3 separate regions of the Sus scrofa genome follow, and all the other regions are linked to region 1. Evidence: chromatin contacts called from public HiChIP or PLAC-seq data. All regions are on one chromosome and are shown on one strand. Each heading gives the region's core, a stretch centred on a gene start, on an enhancer-like site or on the middle of the called end of the contact. The rest is flanking DNA. Distances are from core to core; before and after follow the strand shown. Region 1 holds the start of RPL31 (60S ribosomal protein L31). Region 2 holds the start of PDCL3 (phosducin-like protein 3). Region 3 holds the start of RNF149 (E3 ubiquitin-protein ligase RNF149).

Evidence for each region. HiChIP or PLAC-seq counts read pairs in DNA pulled down with a chosen protein or histone mark.
Region 2: a contact with region 1 is called in an H3K27ac HiChIP or PLAC-seq map of alveolar macrophages. The contact joins the promoter of PDCL3 here to the promoter of RPL31 in region 1. A contact is called at or near these places in 2 of 5 promoter capture datasets (fetal liver and liver), 1 of 47 Hi-C or Micro-C datasets (skeletal muscle) and 2 of 2 datasets of contacts at active chromatin or transcription factors (alveolar macrophages and skeletal muscle).
Region 3: a contact with region 1 is called in an H3K27ac HiChIP or PLAC-seq map of alveolar macrophages. The contact joins the promoter of RNF149 here to the promoter of RPL31 in region 1. A contact is called at or near these places in 2 of 5 promoter capture datasets (both in liver), 1 of 47 Hi-C or Micro-C datasets (epiblast stem cells) and 2 of 2 datasets of contacts at active chromatin or transcription factors (alveolar macrophages and skeletal muscle).

Annotation. Positions count from the first base shown.
Region 1 is chr3:53,293,478-53,296,939 of Sscrofa11.1, forward strand. It overlaps RPL31 (60S ribosomal protein L31), which reads right to left and starts at 1,910. Exons shown (of 5, transcript XM_005662362.3): 1 at 1,805-1,910; 2 at 1,313-1,419. The coding sequence starts at 1,419.
Region 2 is chr3:53,691,069-53,694,530 of Sscrofa11.1, forward strand. PDCL3 (phosducin-like protein 3) reads right to left here and starts at 1,966. Exons shown (of 6, transcript XM_003124899.6): 1 at 1,802-1,966. The coding sequence starts at 1,807.
Region 3 is chr3:53,030,904-53,034,365 of Sscrofa11.1, forward strand. RNF149 (E3 ubiquitin-protein ligase RNF149) reads left to right here and starts at 1,529. Exons shown (of 9, transcript XM_013995949.2): 1 at 1,529-2,311. The coding sequence starts at 1,870.

The DNA.
Region 1 (3,462 bases), core at 660-3,159:
CTTTCTACCATTTTATAGCTGGATACTTCCCTAACTTCCCCACCAAGGAAACTCGGAAGGCAGGATCTTTGGTTCCCTTGTGAATCCGCAGAGCCCCAGACACAGTTAAGTGCTTAACATGCCCCCCAGTGAACACATTCGTGCCCCAATAACGGGGTGGGAGGAGAGAATGTGGTTACAAGCTGCAGTAATGCACAAAAAGGGCACCGTTGACCCAGAAACCCCCAGAGACCTCAGGCTTCACACATGGCCAACGCTTGGCTGGAAACGCCAGGGCTAAGAGACAGTGCCACACATTTAAATCCCTTTCGAAAATCAGTTGTCCTGAGATGAGAATGCCCAGACAAGTTGCTCCCCAGACTGGTGCCTGAGTATTTTGCAGCACCACCCTGGCTCTTAAAAACACTCCAAATAACAGCACTCGATGGATTTGGTCTGTTATTACTAGTCAGCACCGTGTGCATAAAAGGGGGAACACGCACAAAGCTCAAGAACTAAAAACGAATCCGACTAGCATCCATGAAGAGGCAGGTTCGATCCCTGGGCCCGCTCAGTGGGTTAAGGATCCAGCGTTGCCAAGAGCTGTGCTGTAGGTTGCAGGCCAGGCTCGGATCCTGCGTTGCTGTGGCTGTGGTATAGGCTGGTGGCTACAGCTCTGATTGGACCCCTAGCCTGGGAACTTCCACATGCCGGGTGCGGCCCTAAAAAGACAAAATAAAAATAAACAAAGAACTATAAAAACCACACCCCAGGGAGGAAAATCAAGAACTACGACATTCACAGTCATTCCCAACGTCCTTGTATATCACATATGCAGCCAGCGTCTTCTCCACAAACCACTGCCCGCTAACTTCAGAACACTTTCTTCTCTGGCCTCTCCAGAACTTCCACATCCAGCACCACAACTGGACCAATATTACTTAGTACTTAGCTGTGTGGGTGGGAGAACTAAAATTACCCCATTGCAATGTTCGGACTCTGGGCCGGACCTGGCGTTTTTAGTTACCTGGTTGACTTTACTGGACTCTGGAGACAGTGAAAAGGTCTACTCATCCTCACACACACGTCTCACCCCTAGACCTGCCGGGTTTAATTCGATCAACACAGCAAGAAGTAGCATCGATTTACCACCGCATCTCCCCAAGTAGGCTTCCCAGAACCCTTATTTAGGCGTTAACCTCCATTTCGCTTTAAACCCTACAAACAGCCTTCGATAAGGTCTATGCAGTAAAGACTTGGGCTCTTGAAGAAACGGTTCATTTCTAGACCCCGCGCGGTCAGAAGACACTGGCCGAACGCAGGCATTACTCACACGCCATGGATGCGCTTGTGAATGTTGATCGTGTACTCCCTGGTTACCACCTCGTTGATGGCGGACCGGCCCTTCTTCTTCTCGCCACCCTTCTTTGCGGGAGCCATCTAGACCCAGGCGACAAGGAGGCTCAGAGTGAGTGGGACAAACCCAAGCCAAGTCCTTCCTCCCGGCCTGGCCTCGGGACGCTTCCAGGGGCAGAGAGTCCGGCCAGGTCCCTGAAGGCCCACGTCTGGGAAAAGCCCGGCGGGCCACGGCACGTCTGCGCCCTTAGACGCCCCCGCCCCCGGAACCCCCTGCAGCCCCGGCTCTCCTAAGCCGGCCACTCTCCCTCACAGGCTCCGGGAGCCCTTAAACGCAACGCAGACTCCCGTGCCCCTGGAACGCGGAGGCCCAGGTCGGCTCAGGAGAGAGCCCCCTGTTTCATTCGACACAATCCCAGGCGAGGATGGCGCCGGATTCCTCAAGCTGGGAGCCAGCACCCATACTCACTTTCCCCGGCCCTGGTTGGAAAGGAAGAGCGCAAGGGTTTGTGGGAGAAGGAAAGCGGCGTCGCAAGTACAATTTCCGGGTCACCTGGAAGGGTGGGCGGGGGGAGAGGCTGTGACGTCCACGGCGCGCGCCGCAAGAAATGCAAGCTTGTCTCGAGGGCGGGGCCTGAGCGGGGCCTGAGCGGGCCGCGGCCGCGCGCTCGAACGTCGCCCTCTCTGCGTCGTTTCCTACCGCCGCGTTCCAGCTGCCTGCGCACTAACAAGGGCTTTTAGAGGATGCCGGAACCTAGGCCCCCAGGAGGAGCGGACCGAGGCGAGGCGAGAAGATGCTTTTCTGGTTTTCCCACTCTCTCAGCGATCGGCCAGGCTAGCGTTGCCTGAACCTGTACGCCAGGCTGGTGGCCCTGGAGATGCTCCCGTCGAGCAGGGCGGGCTCGCGAACCGGCGTCCTCGCAGCCCGGTACCCGGGAGCCTCACGCGGAGGCTGCTGTGCAGCCGCGGGCCGTGGGTGAGGGTGGCTGGGCTAGGAGTGAGGAGGAGGCCGAGGAAAGGTTTGCACAATAAGTATTTTTAAATTAAAATTGACAGTTTATAATTGGCTATATGAAATGTCAGTTTTGGAAGCACCGTTAGTAGAGTAGTTGACAAATCACCTTGGAAAGGAGTAAAATACTGTATACGACTTTTACATCGAAGAAATCAGTGTGATTTCATGACCTTAAAGCAGTATTTGTTTTCAGCTCTATCACACGCAAATGGCCCCATAATAGCAATAGCACTTTTCCCCAACACCTGGAAATGAAAAGAGAGAAATCTGACTTTGGAAATGAAAAGTGAGGAATCTGACGCCAGCACGTCTGGTGTGAGTTGACCGCGTAGCCACGTCCCAGATCCCCATGCCAAACCGATGGGTTGACAACTCTGGACCTTAAGTTGGTCAGAAATTGCATTCTTTTGTTGCAGGCAGCGTGGGTATGGTAAGGTCCTTAAACCTAGGGAGGTGTAAAATTTTATTTGCTGAGTTAACTGGAGCCCTCGAAATGTATGTTAAAACTGGACCATTGAGAAGGCGTGAGAATGATCATGGAATAAAATACAAGACAAAGTTAAATCTGTGATATTCACACCTTGCAGCCAGTTCTGATGTAAAGATAATCAATTTTGTTATATTTTGTGGGTCCTTTTTAGAACTCTTAAATCTGTATCAGACTTGAGATTTGAATTAAATTCTTACGAGTGTTTCTATCTGTAATCTCTTTTCATAATTGGGGAAATTTTTTTTTGTAAATTCCTAAATATCGACTCATCTGTTGTTTAGGTAGTATGTGATTAATATGGGAAATGTTGACAGTGTAATGGTTAAAAGAATGCTAATTGATACCTTTTTAAGATCAATAAATTGGACATTACATGACTTACAGTTAGTGGTGATATCTTTCCAGGTACAAAATTCCCTCTGACAAAAATGAATTTACCAGCGTGGAGGATAAAGATTTTCAGTTTGTGTCGATGTGTGGGTCATGGCACCACTGAAAAAAATGGGGACATTGGGAGAGGGCAGTTGGTTTTAAAGGATATTGAGTCATCTACTGAATTAAATTCAGGAACTTTTAAGTGTATAAACATTGGAGTATACATTTTAAGGCATGCATTACTTTA
Region 2 (3,462 bases), core at 716-3,215, 400 kb after region 1:
GAATGCCAAAGTCACCTATTTTACAGTGGAGAGGAAGAGACAGGCAATGAACAATTAAATATACAAAGAGACAGCTTACAAACTGTGGCAAATGCAATGAGCCCCAGGCTGCTGAGCTAGGGTTACAGGGGCCTGCAGCCCACAGGATGGGTGGTGACAAATTCTCCCAGAAGAGGTGACATTTAACCAGGACTGGAGAGTGCAACTGAATCAGACAGAGGAGTGAGAACCTAGGAAATTCCCTTCCAGGAAGAGGGACCAGCATGTGCAAAGGGCCCAGATGCAGAAACATCGTGCATCTCAAAGTCCGGACTGGCTGTAGGAGAATCAGAGGGAAGGGAGCCTGACTGAATCTTAGCGGCCAAACCTGAGAGGAAGATCTGAGACCCCGTGGAAGAGCTCACAATGGCTAAAGCTTATTGAGTTCTAAGCCCTGGGCCTCTTTGAAGCCCTTTACCTGTATCTACCTAGTTAATCCTCACAAGCTTCAGAGAACCATGGCCTTTGGGAAGACACTGCCAGACTGGAACAAGTCGAATTTACCAGGATCAAAGGTCAGAAACGTCAATGTCAAAGTGGGTGCTCAGCTCCACAACCCAGCTGCCCAAACTCTGGTTTGCATGGGGGGGGGGGGGCAGGAGCCCGGCTTATGGACCTGGTCTGGAATGCAAAACCCAGGAGTTCTGTGCAAAGGGCACCGGCATAACCAGGCTCCAGCCCCAGCTCCTTCTCCTGGGTCTTGCTGAGATATATCAAAAGAAAAACAAACAGAATCCTTTCAAAGGGCGGTCAGGGAAGGCCTCTAAAGAAGTGAAACTTTTAAGCAGGGACCTGAAGGACAGGGAACAAAAAGCAGGCCAGAGAAGCCATGGAGCTTCCTTTCCACCATCTCTGAGTGTCAGGCTGGTAGCAGAGACACTGTTTTTGGAGATGATCACCCCCTTCAGCCCCCAGCCAAATCCATACTAACGCCACTGCCTTTCAGCCACTGAGTAAGGGGTGAGTTCATCAGAATCCATGACCACAGCGAGATCTGGGAGGCAGGAGAATGACCTTTGGAGGAGGGTCTTTCAAAAGTGACAAAATTCAGTTGTCAGACTTTCTCATAAGAGCATCCATGTCCATGGTGTCTTTTTTTTTTTTTTCATTTTCCTTGGGTTTTAGTCAAATTCCACTAGCAAATTCTTCATACCATAAAAGAACAACACCCCAACCCGGGGGATTTGGTTCTATACATTCTTGACGGAAAGTAACTGGGTAGTGGAACCCTCGGGCTGAGCTCTGGAAGCCCCCGGTCCAAAAGGAGCGCACCAGAACCTGGACACCAATGCTGCGGGGAGAGGGTGAAAGCACCCTTCACCCAGCCCTAGATGTACTCAGGAACACGGGTCCCGCCACTGTTACATTTTCGGACTCCCAGGCGGGACCCCTCCAAGGTTCAGCTTCTATCCGCGCAAGGAGTCCTAACACACCTTCCCAGGTGCTGAGATAGGTAACACGGAGGACGTAACTCCGCCAGGTGGTACCCCGGGTGTCTTTCACAGGCCCCAGGTGACCTCAAGGAAAGGCAGCCCCGCAAACGAGATTTGGGGGTGGGACAGACGGGGTGGGGACCCGCGGGACCACGCCCGCCCATCCCACACTGCGCCTGCGCGGGTCTCGTCTCGCGTGGCCTCCCCAGGCCGCGGCGCCCGGTGCTTCCCACAGGCCCAGCCCGGAGAGCCCGCCTCCAGCAGACCCAGCGGGGCCAACGAGTGGCCGTAACCCCCAAACGTCGCCCCCGACCCACCGGCTAACTCACCTGCATCGTCTCAGCTCGCTCAAGCCCTGCCGGCCTCGGCGCCCCCGCCCCTCAGCTCTCTTCCGCGCACGCGCGCAGCCGCCGGCTGGGCCTTCACCCCGCCCCGCAGGAGCCACCGGGGCGGAGCCAGGGAGGAAGAACGCTCTCCTCTGAGCCTGCGCCCGCTCCTCAAGAAACGGGCGCAGAAACTGTGCGCATGTGCGAGGCAGGACACTCCTACTGTCTGCCTCCGAGTACCGGATCCAGTTCCCCGCGCTGCCTTATTAGGGCAGGTCTTCGGCCCCCGAACGGCTGGGTCAGGTGGGGAGATACCCGGTGTGGAGGCGGTTTCTCTGGCTGCGGACCAGATCGGATGGGAGGTCTTGGCCCAGGAACACAAATAGAAATGCGTTTCAGTGATCCAGTATTACATTAACAATAATGCTGGGTTGCCTGGAATTCGTTCACTATCCTTTTAGCGACGACGTTGAGAGCGGATTATATACCAGGCACTATGCTAGGCTCTGTCCATACAGCAGTGCTCACAACAGACAAAAACGGAAAGGCGAAAGTACTTTCACCTGGTTGAGCCCACGCGATCCCTATTTGCAAAAGTGCTTAGCCCTTTCAGGACTGCACAGGAGGCGCTGAGTAGAAATCTGCGCTCTGAGTTGTAAAATACAGGTGCTGGGCCCCAGGCTTCTGTGCATGCAGCACTCTGAATTTGAGTTAAAAAAGCCATACCCCTCGTTGGACACTTAGGGCTGGGTGGCAAAGCGATTTCCCTCCCTGGACACCTGATCTAAGTGGTCGCCTTCTGTCAAGGAAGCAGACACAGATAACATCTGTAGGCTAGTATAGGACGCTAAGCTTTGGCTTCATTAGAACCGCCTGGGAATCTTTTAAAACTGCAGCTACCCTGGGGCTCCATCCCCAAATTAAATCTCTAGTGATGGGACCTGGAACTGATAGGGCCTTAAATATCTCAGGTGTTGCTAATATACACAACCATTGGTATAAAGTGAATCAAATAATTCCTTGAAGGCAAGGAGCTCTGATTTAATCATTTAAAGGATTCTCAATATTACCTAACTCCTTTCTACAAAATTATAGGTCTTCTTAAACATTTGTTTATTCATTTAATTTATCTGGCAGCAAACTGTGAATGAATTTTCCTGGTCTCACCAGAAAAGTCAGGATCAGGCTAGCTTGGAGTGGGTTTGGCCCAGTGCTCATCCACTGGACTAGAGTGGACATGCCTCATTCCAGCCTTAGCTATTTTGGGAGGCCAACACTCATCTCCACCACAGGCTCCCTCTCTCCAGAGGAGATTAACAAGTCAGATGCTCAAAGTCTACTGACTTCTCTGCATAGAAAGGTGAAAGCTGCCTCTCTCACTTTCCTCAAAGATTCCTTCCTCCTGTGCTCCAGTTCCCAGTCCCTCCCACCTCCCCAGAACTTCTGTCACTCATTCCATCACTCTTGGCTCTGGAGAGAATAATTAGGGCTTGGGAAAAAAATTAGAGCTGTAAGAATGGGAAAAGAAAAGAAATTGGGAAAAAAAGATTTCTATTTGTGGATGATATGATAGCATACACAGAAAACCTTGGGAGAATCAACTTTTTTTTTTTTTTTTTTTTAACTTGATTTTTAGGGCCGCACCCAGGGCATATGGAAGTTCC
Region 3 (3,462 bases), core at 279-2,778, 260 kb before region 1:
AAAAGACTGAGGGGCAACTTCTGTAAGTCTGAAGGCCCTAGGGTTTGAGCCAGTGACCACAGCTTTGGAGGGAGGTGGGGGTTAGGATGAGGGTGGTGACTAGCTGAGGCCTGTAGCTGATAGTGAAAAAATAAAAGCCAAGACTTGGGTGTGAGTCTAAGGGCTCAGCAGCTGCAGGCCTGTTTCTATTAGCCTGTGAGCGTCTCTGAGCAACAAACCTGTAAGTAATCGTGCGTCTTAATGGGTAGAAAAAGAGCTATTTCGCTTATTTAACGAACATGGATTACACACATGATGTCTGCTAGCTAAGGTGGACTCAGAAAAACAGCAAAGACAATCCCGGCCTTGAAGAAACTCAAGTAGTTGAAGACTAAAAACTGTATTTAGAAAGCAGTAGTGCTGGCACCTCATTATGCATAAGCATAACATACACAAGCAACGTGCAAATTAGGAGCACCCAAGTTTGCTTTTAGGAACTGGGGAAGGTTTCACAGAAGAAATAGCTTTGGAGTTAAACCTTGAAATTGAAGTTGGTGTTTGCCAGGACAAGAGCCAGGAGCAGGTTGATTTCAGAAAGTAGGAAATGATTGTGCCAGATGTAGCATGAAACTGCAAAGGCCTCTTCTGGAAACTACAAGTATTTGTTTTGCTACAGCAAATCATGGCTGTCCTTGGCCATTTCCTAGCCTGCCATGACCAGCATAACTGATCTCCCTATTCTAGGCCTGGGACAAGAAGAAGAAGGTCTCAAGCCCTGGGATCCTTTCAGCCTTTGGAAAACTAGTTTCCTAATGGGAAAGGGAGAGGAGATCCAATTTCAAGAAAAACTTATGGGTTGTGGGCTGCATTTTGGAGCAGCATCTTAAAACACTCAGTCCAAGAAAGGCTTAACAACAGAGGACTCATGAGAGCGTGTAAGGCCCAACAAAACGCCTGATGTGAGTGGTAGCAACCTACTTCCTGCGATTACAGGTCCTTGTACAAAAAAGGAAGATGAGTCAGTCAGAAATCAGTGTTCTAAACCTCTTTTCCTGCTAAGACTTCCTTTCCAGAGCAGTTTCATGTGCACTATCACCCGATTTTTATTTCCAAACAACAAATTTTCTTTTTATATTTAATGCTGTACCATTTAAGTGCTCATCTGAACAAGTAGTGCGATGCAATGACTTCAATACTAAAGATTATACATAAAATACTGAAATCGGTAACATAAAGTATCTGGAAAAGACGTGTAGCTTTGGAGTTTCTAAACTAATTTTCAAAGTTTTAGATAAGCAAGGCCTTCGCCATGTGCCTCGCACAGTAAATTCTTCATAAACATCCGTTCGGCGATTTTACACAACAGCGCTCCCACGCCTCCGGCCGGTTAGCAAAGAAGCTTCCCGTTTCTGCGGCGGTCACTTCCCCCGGCTTCGTTCAGCGTGCTACAAGTCCCGTTGCACAAACTCGGCCACTGGCCACGGGGTGACGCGGCTTGGCGCAAACTGTCGCGTCATTCGCTCACACCCGAGCCTTGGTCCGCAGGCTCCCCGGGTTCCGGGACCTCCAAGCGGCAGAAAGGTGGAGACGCTCTCAAGCACTGGAAGATCTCCGCCCGAGCGCACCTCACTGGGGTCTGCAGGGGGGGAGGAACTGGCCCAGGCCCCGCCCCCGCCCCTCCGCCGCTCCGCCAGGTGCGCGTGCGCCGCAGCCCCGCCCTCGCCGCGCCCCTCCCGTCCCTCCTCCAGGTGCGCGTGCGCCGCGGCCCCGCCTGCCGCCCGGACTCTCTTTTCCCGGGCTCGGCCGCCGGCGGCCGCTTCTCTGCTCTCCTCAGAGCCCTTGTACGCGCGCTCCCTCCGGCCCTCCGGGAGTCGCCCGGCGGCAGGGGCCATGGCGTGGCGGCGGCGGCGGCTCCAGGCCCGCGGCGCGTTGGCGCTGCTAGCGCTGGCCCTGTGCTCCCCCGGCGCCCGGGGCCGGGCACTCGAGTGGTTCTCGGCGGTGGTGAGCACCGAATACGTGGACCCGCAGACCAACCGGACCGTGCGGAGCGTCTCGGAAAGCGGCCGCTTCGGCGACAGCTCGCCTAAGGAGGGCGCGCACGGCCTGGTGGGCGTCCCGCGCGCGGAAGACCGCGACCCCGAGGGCTGCGAGCCCTACACGCGCTTCCTCGTGCCCGGCGTTCAAGGGGCCGCGCCTTGGGTCGCGCTGGTGGCGCGCGGGGGCTGCACCTTCAAGGACAAGGTCTTGGCAGCGGCTCGAAGAAACGCCTCGGCGGTGGTCCTGTACAACGAGGAGCACTACGGGAACTTCACTTCGCCCATGTCCCACGCGGGTGAGGTGCCGGGGCGCGGGGACGGAGTGGGTGTCTGCGCCGCGGTCCCGGCCGAAGGCCGGGTCCTCAGACCCTACCCCGAGGGGCAGCAGCAAGGAGGGCTAGAGGCGGGACAGCGATGGGCTCCCACTGTCGGGAACCACGGGGGAAGCTCTAGGTTTACTGGGTGTGACCCCCCCCCACACACCCCGGGTGCTCTTAGGAGGGAGACCAGCCTTCGAACAAGATTAAATCTTCTCCCTGGGTCCTTCAGGTCAAGAGAAGTGTCTTCTGCAGGGCAGTGGGAAGAACGGAAGAAATTAAAACCCACTGGAGGAGGATGGTGGTTCTCACGGATAGAAAGTCTCCTGGTTCCTAATCGTGGGTCCCTTGCCAGGCGGCCTCGCCCCGAGGCAGGTGGAGCAGGAGTAGGAGCATTCCAGGGTCTGGCTTTCTTCGCTTTCCTAAAACATGTCAATATGCTAAACCTGGAGTCAGAAAACCTGGCCTTAAGTTGGGGTACTGTTTTCTCACGTGCTAAATAGAAGGTTGCAGTGCTGGCTCTACTCCCAGTCCGATTCTTTGAGGCTTGAGTTTAGAGGAAAATTTTTAAGTTGCAATCATACTTTTTGCCAGGCGACCCTTCCCACATACACGATTCTCCAGGGCAGCAGGTCACATCTTCTAGAAGTCGTGAGAGTCTAGGAGGCATATTTTGCAAGGGTATCATTCTTAGAACTGAAATCCAAGTAATAATTTGATCATCAGTGAACATGGCAGTATTTCTGTGAGGCCTTGTGAGAGCAAGAGTCATTCTGAACTTAATGTGATTAAAATCTTTCTTTAAAGTTGCTGCTGCTGCAAGTCAGAGCCTTTTTTCTGTGCTTTTATTTTGTTCTGTTTTAGCCTCTTTAATGCAGTTTCAGAATCTGCCCGGTAAAGTGAGGACAGAAAAGTGACTTTAGATTTGGCTGATTTTAGCAGAATGATAGGAACATAAGTCCATTAGGAGGTGAGGAAGTGGGGACTCAAGGTGGTTGGCTGTAAGGGTTCAGGAGGGGTTTGAGAAATGGGCATAAACTGTAGGCCAGGGCGGGGTGGGGGAGCACAGCAGCAAGGCATGTTGAAATTGGATGGAGCAATCTGGTACGGATCTCTGATGGCCAGGAGGT